Linked DNA regions of Mus musculus: region 1 is linked to region 2. The links are chromatin contacts, called in public Hi-C maps. All regions are on one chromosome and are shown on one strand. Each heading gives the region's core, a stretch centred on a gene start, on an enhancer-like site or on the middle of the called end of the contact. The rest is flanking DNA. Distances are from core to core; before and after follow the strand shown. Region 1 overlaps 4933409F18Rik (RIKEN cDNA 4933409F18 gene). Region 2 has its middle 65 kb from the start of Cmpk2.

Region 1 (4,425 bases), core at 831-3,330, 280 kb after region 2:
TTCTTGGATATCAAAGGCTCCTTACAAAGCATTGCTTGACGAGTTAAGTGTACAGAATAAGAAACACACGGAATTCATTTCCTTTAAAATGCACGTGGGATTAAGAATTATGGAAAGAGGGGCTTAGAAAAATACATTTGAGTTTTTATCTAAGTTAAAATGTGTAAAACATAGCCCGAGTCGCATTACATGCACAAATCACACTGAAAGGGCCTCTAATCTGAACGGTTCCATGTACCTGGCTCTTTCTATATGTGCATATAATAACAGAGAATATTCTTCTGAAAAATATTAAGGTAGATTTTAGGTTTATAACAGGACTTTTACATTCAAATAAATATCAATTCAAGATGGACATCTTGAGGCTCCTATACAGCGCCAAGCCTAAGCATGGTCTGACCTCCCATGTTTTGTGCCACCTACTAAATGACGTACCTTCTTTGTTTTCAAGCTGTCTTCAGGGCTTGGGACTCCTTGCTTTGAACAGTTCCAGTCTTTCTTTAATGACCATATTTGAGAAGAACAAATTTCACGTAGAGTTGAGACACATCTGGGGAACTTAGGTTTAGCATTTGGGATTACAAAAATCAGATGTGGCTTCTGTTCTTGATCCTGGCAGTGGGGTTGTGACTGTCACTGAAGAGCTGGGGTGGGGGTGGGGCTCCTCTTCCTTTTAATAGATATAAATAAAATTGTTTACTTATCATGTGTGTATGTGTGTGTGTGTGTGTGTGTGTGTGTGTGTGTGTGTGTGTATATACAGAGGACAGTGAACAACAATCTTAGGTACTGTTCCTTAGGTACTAGACACCACTCCCATTGGCCAGCAAAGTCCAGAGTTCCTTCTCCCCTCTCCTCCACTGTACCAGAGTTATAAGTAACACTGTTCATTTTGTGGTGGTTGTTTCAAATGTGTGTTCTGGGGATCAAATTCCTGTCCTTATACAAATACATGCTTCTGTACATGCACACTTTATAAGTGCATGCACTTTCTCTCAGGGCCACCTTCCTTGCCCAAGGTATCGTTCTTTGCTTTAGGACCACAATGCCTCAATGGGATTCTTCCCAAGAATCAAGTTTTCAGTGCCTGAGTTTGGTGTTTTCCCAGAGGTAGGAGATGTATGAAAACACACGAGGACACATCTACAAGGCGAGCCCTGGGCCCGGGATAAAGGCAAAACCCCATTCCTATTTGGCTCCCGTCCTTTGGTAGTGGGAAGTAGCCAGTAGAAGCTCAGAAGTCTTGCAGCTCCCATGGCCAGTGGACTACACAGCTGTCCTCTGTGTAAGAGCATGTTCAAAGTCCAGGAGAAGGGTGTCCAGCATCCTCTACGATGTGGGAGAATCTTATTGAACTGCTTCAAAAAATGACTCTTCAACACTGCGTCTTCTGTGGAGTATGCTCATCAGTTGGCACGTGAAGACGCTTTACATCCTGAATGTACACATTAGCTGGAGATAATTATGAGTCAGCCCTTCCTCAGTCAGTCACTCTGTAATGCACATCTGAGCCATTTGCTAAGGCAGTTGAAAAATTACCAGTTAAGAACTCTTGGGAATGTTTGTATAAGGATGCCTCATTGTGCTCGTCTTCATTGGGAAGTTGAAAATACATATCATGTCAGCGCCTCATTGTGTCAAAGACCTGTTCCTTTAAAATAGTCCCTCGAATGGAGATTCAGAGTTCAATAGCCTATATCAGTCTCGAGGAAGCAGTCAAGAAGTGTGATTAAATAACGTTTTTTTTCAAAACTATTTATTGACATGACAAAATTGGAATGCTGAATTCAGTTTTTGAAATATAATACTTTAAACTTGGAGGAGAAATGTACCTGCTGACACCTTCTTCAGTCCATGCAAAAAAATCTGAGAGAGAAAAAGTTTTCTGAACTAACTACTTTCCAAATCTCAGTTCTTAGAGAACACAATGTGGGATTTTCATGATGGTGAACCAGATGGCCAGTTGGGGAAATGTGTCTGGGACTCTCCATCCTCTCTGCCTCCCCTTCATCCATGTCTACTTTGAGCCAAGTGGAACAGTGGCCGCTCCACCAGCCATGCATGGCTCCCCTCTCATCTTCAACCCTCCTTCCATCTGGCCTGGGCAGTGTCCTGACACACGGGTTCCCTTCCAGCCCTCACCACAGATGATGCCACCAGCTGGCACAGGAGCAGAGCTGGCAGCAAGCAGGGCACATGGGAGCCATGGACAGACATCAGTGTTTGACACAATGCCTACTTTCCCTTTTGTTCTCCTCGCTTTTCATTTCTGTCCTGGATCTTCATTCCCACCAGAGAACAGCACCTAAGGCAGCTGAGGTAACAGCAAAACTTCGAGAACTTCCTGTCTTTAAGTCACCTCTGGTACAGGCTGGTCAGGTTTCCAGTGTGTTATTTTCCCACTGAAATGCACTATGTGAGGGAGAGGTCACTGGAGGACTCTCCCAGAGTTGTTCTGTTTCTGCTTACTTGCTGATGGAGATATCTTTCCCAACACCCCTTTTCTTCTTTTGAGTCAAAGTAGCATATCTCTTTATGACAGGGTCCAGAGGCAGGAGGCTTCACCTTGTTGAGAAGTCTATGACTCAGCCCTGACAAATACAGCCAAGTGTCACGGGGATGGTCTCCTGTTATCTTTGCCTTGGCTTTAGGAATAGATTCCCAGCTACTGGAGAAAGGTCTAGGTAAGAACTAACTCCTCCCATTTGTGCACATAGCAAAGCAGCCCAATTTAGCTCCTATGGTGCAATAAGGCTATGAAAACGACACAAAGGTATAAGAATTTTTTACTTGCCAAATGGGAAAAAGACTATATACCTCCACAATTCATATGAAGTGCTTAGGCTAATATATCAAACATGGCGAATTCTTTTTTGAAGATTTATTTTATTATTTTAATTGTGTGTGTGAATGTCTGTGCATGTGTGTATGAGAATGTATGTGCGTGGCCACCCATGGAGGGCAGGGGTAGCATCAGATTCCTTGGAATGGGACATACAGGTGGCTGTTAGCTGCCCTATGTGGGTGCTAGGATTTGAACTCTGGGCCTTTGGTTGAGTTGTAAGTGCTCTTAACTGATGATTCATCATGGTAGCTTACAGAGCAAAATTCTTAATGTTATTTTGGATATGAGTCATAATTTTGGTATAACTGTTTCATCACAACCTTGTAGGCTCTTGTACTACTTCTTCTTCTTGTAGCTGCTCAATAAACTTCCTTGTTTCTTTGGTTATTAGCTGATCTTCTACATTTGGTGCTTGAAAATACATAGTCAAATTAAATACTTAAATGTTACAAAGAATATATGTGTTAAATATCAAGTCTCCTCACAGGACTTCCAAGTCTCTCTTCTTAAAGCAGTGACTAGGTCCATTAATTTTCTTCCAGATACGTGAACACATGTTAGTATGTACACACACATGCCAGATTCCTTCTAGAAACTTCTGTTGAATTGTCTTCATGTTCCTTCTCAAGCCCATATTTCTGTTTTCATATCCACCAACTCAGATCTTATTTCTTTCCCCTTGTTCAGTTTTCAATAACTAATTCTAAACACTGTTTTTTATCCCCAAGAAATAGTTTTTCAGCCACCCTTTCTTTTATATCTAAGAGGAATATGTTATTTATGTTTTCAGGTTTGCTTTCTTTTGGTCTTATCAATATGGTTGCTTTTTTTTTAAACATTCATGTATTTAGTATGTGTGTGTGGGGGTCAGAAGATAGTGTGGAGTTAGTTCTCTCCTTCCACTGTGTACGTCCTACAGATGGAACTCAGGTCATCACACTGTCTCTCTGACCCTTCCCTCTTTTTTACTGTATTTGATTCAATGATGGAAAGATGACATTAATATTAAAACAATTTTATTTTTTACAATGATACCTTTTTTTGTATGACTTATACATGTGGTAGAACATGCACCAGCTGTTGTTAGAGCTCATGTCCCCAATTTCTGAACAGAAACTAGTTTGTTAGGACTCCGATATATTTCTTATTTAGCCTAACAATGACTTGCACAAATATGAATTCTGGTGTAGCTGTGGTTCTGAGATAAAATGAATGGTTTGTTTCTCATTGTGTATGGCAGGGTGTTTTCTAAATGCATACAATGTTGGTTACATATGTGTGTGTGATTACACAAATACACAAATGCAGAGAGAGAGGAGAGAGAGAGAGAGAGAGAGAGAGAAAGAGAGAGAGAGAGAGAGAGAGAGAGCGCTCGATGCCACAGAAGAGCACTGCACAGGACTGATTTTGATGCTTCCCATACAGTGTTCTGGGTGAAGATCACAAAGAATGTATGCTTACGGATCACCATTGAAACAAATTCTGTGAGTCTTGATGCCCATTGTAAATCACATCAGAAATGTTTGAAGGTGACAGAGGGATAGCGAGCAGGCAAGAAGGTGACCCATGTTCAAGTTTCT
Region 2 (4,467 bases), core at 1,816-4,315:
TTCCATTTGTTCGAGTTTGCTATTCTGTGGCTGTGACAAGCTCCATGACCAAAGGTCGTGGACCAAAGTCCACGATTGAGGAAGCCAAGCTGGAAACTCAAGGCAGGAACTGAGAGGCAGGGGAAGCACTGTTTGCTGGCCCACTCTCCCTCTGCCTAGCTTCCTTTTCTCTGTACCACAGGACCACCTTCCCAGGGTCCGTGTCATTCATAGTGATCTGGGCCCTTCTACATCAATCAATAAAATGCCCCCACAGACTTGCCTTATAGACCATCTGATGGAGTCAGTTCCTCAACTGAGAGCCTTGCAGGGCGTGTGACGGCAGTAAGCAAAGTCAGTCATTGCAGTGGGTGGGGACGAGAAAGACGATGACTTGATGACTTTAATGATCTGGATCTAATGTACTTTAGGTCATATTTCACATTCTTTCACAGAGTTGATGATTTTCAGCTCCTCCCCTCACGATGATTTTATATTAAGTTATTTAAAGTCTGCACCAAACGATGTTTTCTACAAGATGCCGTAGGGCAGTATTTAAAGGCTTCAAGTAACAGACTGGTTAAAATAAGCATTAACCATCCTTTTTGTTTATGTATGAGAAGTCCACTCTGTACTGCAGATGACTCAGAAAGAGGCAGGCCTTGGCTGGATTCCCTATCTGTAGGACGCTTTCTGCCTCCCAATCCGGGATGCATGTGAGTTTGGAAACCAGTGGATTCACTAGGAGTTTTTAAGCCCATGTAATGTGCTCACCTCACCAACATTCATGAGGCGTGAGGAGAAAAGGCTCCAGGAGGGGGTGAAGGGCTGGATTCTGCTTGAAGACAAAAGGGAATACCCAAGGAGAGAGGGGAGGGAAGGTTTCAAGATCATAGGCAGAGTCAGAACCTAGCCAGGCATAGGGCAAGTCACCGTTGGCTGTCACGTCAGCCTCCTTCTGGGTGACTGAAGACTGCAGATGGGAAATGGAAACCGTCCAGGTTATCAGGTGAGTGAGATCTATGTACAGGCAAGACTTTGACCTCACTGCCTAACTCCAAATATGATGATATTTCAGCCATTTTCCCTCAATACTGAGGGTTACAAGAGCTTGGGCTAATGTAATTTATGTTTCAACTAAACACTGAGACTGTAACTGGACAAACATCACACACACACACACACACACACACACACACACACACGCACACACACATTTGTATATACACATATTTATTTGAACTGATTAGTAAATTAAGTATGATTTAAAAGTATATTTAATTTTATTTTCCTTTGACATCCCCCCTTACCCTCCCCCCCCCCAGAGTAGCTGCTGGGGGTAGACCCCCAACATAACGAAAAACATTCCTCAATGTTCTGTGCACACTGCCTTTTATGGGCATGCTCAGGTTTCCAAGGCAAGGTGGCTTTGAATCAGTTGCAGGCCTCCTTTCATGTAGAAAACTGCTTAAAGATGTGATATTAGGGCCCAGGGAGACTGCAGAGAGAAGGGACAGTCATTTGCCAGTACTGTCCACTGGGTGGCACTGTTGCTCCACAGAGTGTCTCCATGGCGGGTCCCCAAGGACCAGGGCCAGGACCTACACAAAGGTAGGGAAGGTGTGTATGGTGAAGGGTTTATTAATGACTTTGCCTCCTCTGCGCAGCACTTTTGCGCATCTCCCCGGCCTCAGATCGTTCCTGGGCTCTCTCTGGACTGAGTGCCTGATTTGTTGTGGCCCAAACTGCTTTAGACAACAGCCAAGAAGGGCAGAGACTTCACGTGTGCACAGGCTGCAGTCCCGACGTCACTTAGAAGATTAAAAATAAATTGAAGCACATGTCACTTCAAAGGGGGCACAAAAAGGACATCGGCATGATTGGGCGCAGTAATGAGAAAGAGCTGTAGGTCCTTAGTTTGAACTGTACAGAAAAAAGGATTTTGAGGCTTATTCCCCACCCCTGTACTCCTTACATGAGAGTTAATATATTTTGATATTTAAGGCGCATTCGACACCATATGTGTGTGTGTGTGTGTGTGTGTGTGTGTGTGTGTATCTCCAATCTCTCTGTTTGGATTTGGACTCTGCCCTCGATCAGGGAGCCACATCAAGGAGCCAGGGAGACAAGAGTGTTCATCGGGGAAAGCCTGGGCCACACTGATGTACAAGCACAGAGCCCCTTGTCTGCAGAACCAACCCTACCGGTCCAGAAGGCTTTGTTGCCTACCTATCTATAATATCCATCCGGCTTGGTCTTTTGTCTCTAGGACCAGTCCCTGCAGCCTGGCCCCTCTCAGCCTGAGGTCCACGTTCACACATCAGGCATGTCTTGACTAATGGCGGCTGAGGCCCAATGACTCTCGTTTTTCATGAGTTGTCAGGAGTCTGAACACAGGGAGAGGGGGAGGGAGGGAGGGAAAAGAGGGAGGAGAAGGGGGAGGCGAGAGAAAAGGAAGGGGAGGTAGGAACGGGGAGACATAAAAAAGAGAGGAGGGAGGAGAGGAGGGGAGGGGAGGGAGGAGGGGAGGAGAGAGAGAGAAAAACAGGAGGGAGAGGAAGGAAGGAGAGGAGAAAGGGTTAGAGGTGAGATGAAACCTGAGTGGGGGTGGGGAGAGTGATAGAGGAGAGAGAGGAGGGGGAGGAGAGAGTGAGAAGGAGAGAAGAGAGAACACAGAGAGGGAGGTGGTGAGGAGAGAGAGACTGAGAGAGAGAGGTACTCAGAGGGAGAGGAGCATGGGCAGATGTCCTCATGAAAAATTTACAAGGAATAATCAGAGGTCCGTTCATTCCCTTTGGCGGGGAGGCCCCTAGGCTGTTTGCCCGGGCCACTGGGAGAAGGTGGGAAGAGCCCCCTCATTCTGCAGCAATCTGGCTCCGGTAGGGAAATGCCCCCATGCTTGGTGCACTTGGCCAATCCTCCCGAGACTGGCTTGTAAATGCAGTTCAGGCAAAATTGATGAAGTGTCAGTCATCTGAGGCTGGCAGTTTAGAGAGGTCACAGCTGCAAGGGGCTGCAGGGTCTCACAGAGATGGGACTGAGAAGAGTTAAAGGGAGAGCACACCCAGCAAGCAGGAAGCATTTATCTTCTCCTGACGGGCATTCTTCAAACATTTCTGTGCAGCTCTGACCTCCACCAGCTCTGGCCAGCCAGTGTGAGACTTCTGACTCCAGTTGTGCACTCTTACATTTTCCCTCGAAGGAGTCCAGACCCATCTCCTCACAGCCCCGGGACCCTCTGCTTAGGAAGGAAAGGGGGGACACTGCTGCTCCTAATTGAAACAAGCAGGCAGATCCTGATCAGTAATGGGGATTTCCCACTTTAATTGGCTCAGTGAGTCATGTCTCCTCATTCCCACACTTCCTGAGGCAGGATGGTTTCTCTAGGTGAGCAGCATCAAGTCTGCAGGGGATGGGCCGGGAGAGCTACATAGTAGATGGACATACATCTGGACTTAGTAGCTGTTCTCTGGAAGTCACAAGAACAGATGCAAATTTGGGCTTATCTTAGGATATCTTCTGGGTGGGATCTGAGGCCACTGGACAGATGGCTAAATTGGCTCTATCTATATGCCTTTTTAATTTGTGTGGCTTTAAAATCAGAATCACAAGTAATTTGGTTGTGTGGGACACCAAACAACTAGAGCTTTGCTGGTTGTTTGTCCCGTGTTTGGATCCTGGCTTCCCTAAGCCTCCATGAGGACTCCTAGCCCTGTTGCCATCTGCTCATGAGAAAATGGGATGAGAAGGGCTAGGGACTCTCTGAGGTGAAGGGTGGGGGTGGGGAACAGCTGGCCTCCTAACCCTGTCCTTCACACCCCTCCCCCTCCTCTTTTAATGGCAGTGAAAGTAGAACAGGGTTTGCTTGCCTGTCATGTCCAAAGACCTGACTTCTGTCCCGGTGTGGGAAAAGAAGGATCTAAACAAGCAGGCATGGGAGCAGGAGGCCTAATTTACTCAGCCGTGCACACTTATCCCTATGTCCTTTGCCATTATGAGCAAGGCTGTCGCTGTGTTCTTTCTAAAAGAAAAGGAGATGAAGGCTTGGAAGACAGATTTGTAGCCCATCCTTCTGTCTCAGGGGGCGGAGCCTTCTGCCTCGGGAGGTGGAGACTTCTGTCTCAGGGGGCAGAGCCTTCTGTCTCAGGGGGCGGAGCCTTCTGTCTCAGGAAGCGAAGCCTTTTTCTGGAGTTGGGGTGGAAACAGTTCACTGCAGAAATGTCTGATTTTTAGAGCAAAAAACCCAAAATTGAATGAATGAAATTGTCGCCAGGTTGAAACTGCTATAGGTTGTCAGTAGGAAAAAGGTGTGTCTATCTCCAGGAAAAGGGGTGGGGTGAGGAAAGCCAGGGTCTTTTAACCACAATTTCATGAAGTGTGTAACCACACAAGGATCATTCTAGAAAGGTATGCTTTCTCTGGAGTAGGAAGTCTTAAGACTCCTCAGAGCTGTCAGTGAGAGGTGCACTAACACATAGTACCAACAAG

Evidence for each region. Hi-C and Micro-C count contacts between places; a contact is called where the count stands out from the background.
Region 1: a Hi-C map of cerebellum shows a contact between it and region 2, with 2.5 times the contacts expected there. The contact joins two enhancer-like sites. A contact is called at or near these places in 2 of 484 Hi-C or Micro-C datasets (cerebellum and embryonic fibroblasts).

Annotation. Positions count from the first base shown.
Region 1 is chr12:26,815,936-26,820,360 of GRCm38.p6, forward strand. The region is part of intron 5 of 4933409F18Rik (RIKEN cDNA 4933409F18 gene); the gene reads right to left. Among named protein-coding and RNA genes, the nearest start is that of 4933409F18Rik, 16 kb to the right of the region's middle. Within about 2 kb of position 2,081, at least 2 of the 459 cell types and tissues checked have an H3K27ac peak or open chromatin away from gene starts, as enhancers often do. A contact at or near this core is called in cerebellum, where this site is marked.
Region 2 is chr12:26,531,621-26,536,087 of GRCm38.p6, forward strand. No RefSeq gene overlaps it. Among named protein-coding and RNA genes, the nearest start is that of Cmpk2, 65 kb to the left of the region's middle. Within about 2 kb of position 3,066, at least 44 of the 459 cell types and tissues checked have an H3K27ac peak or open chromatin away from gene starts, as enhancers often do. A contact at or near this core is called in cerebellum, where this site is marked.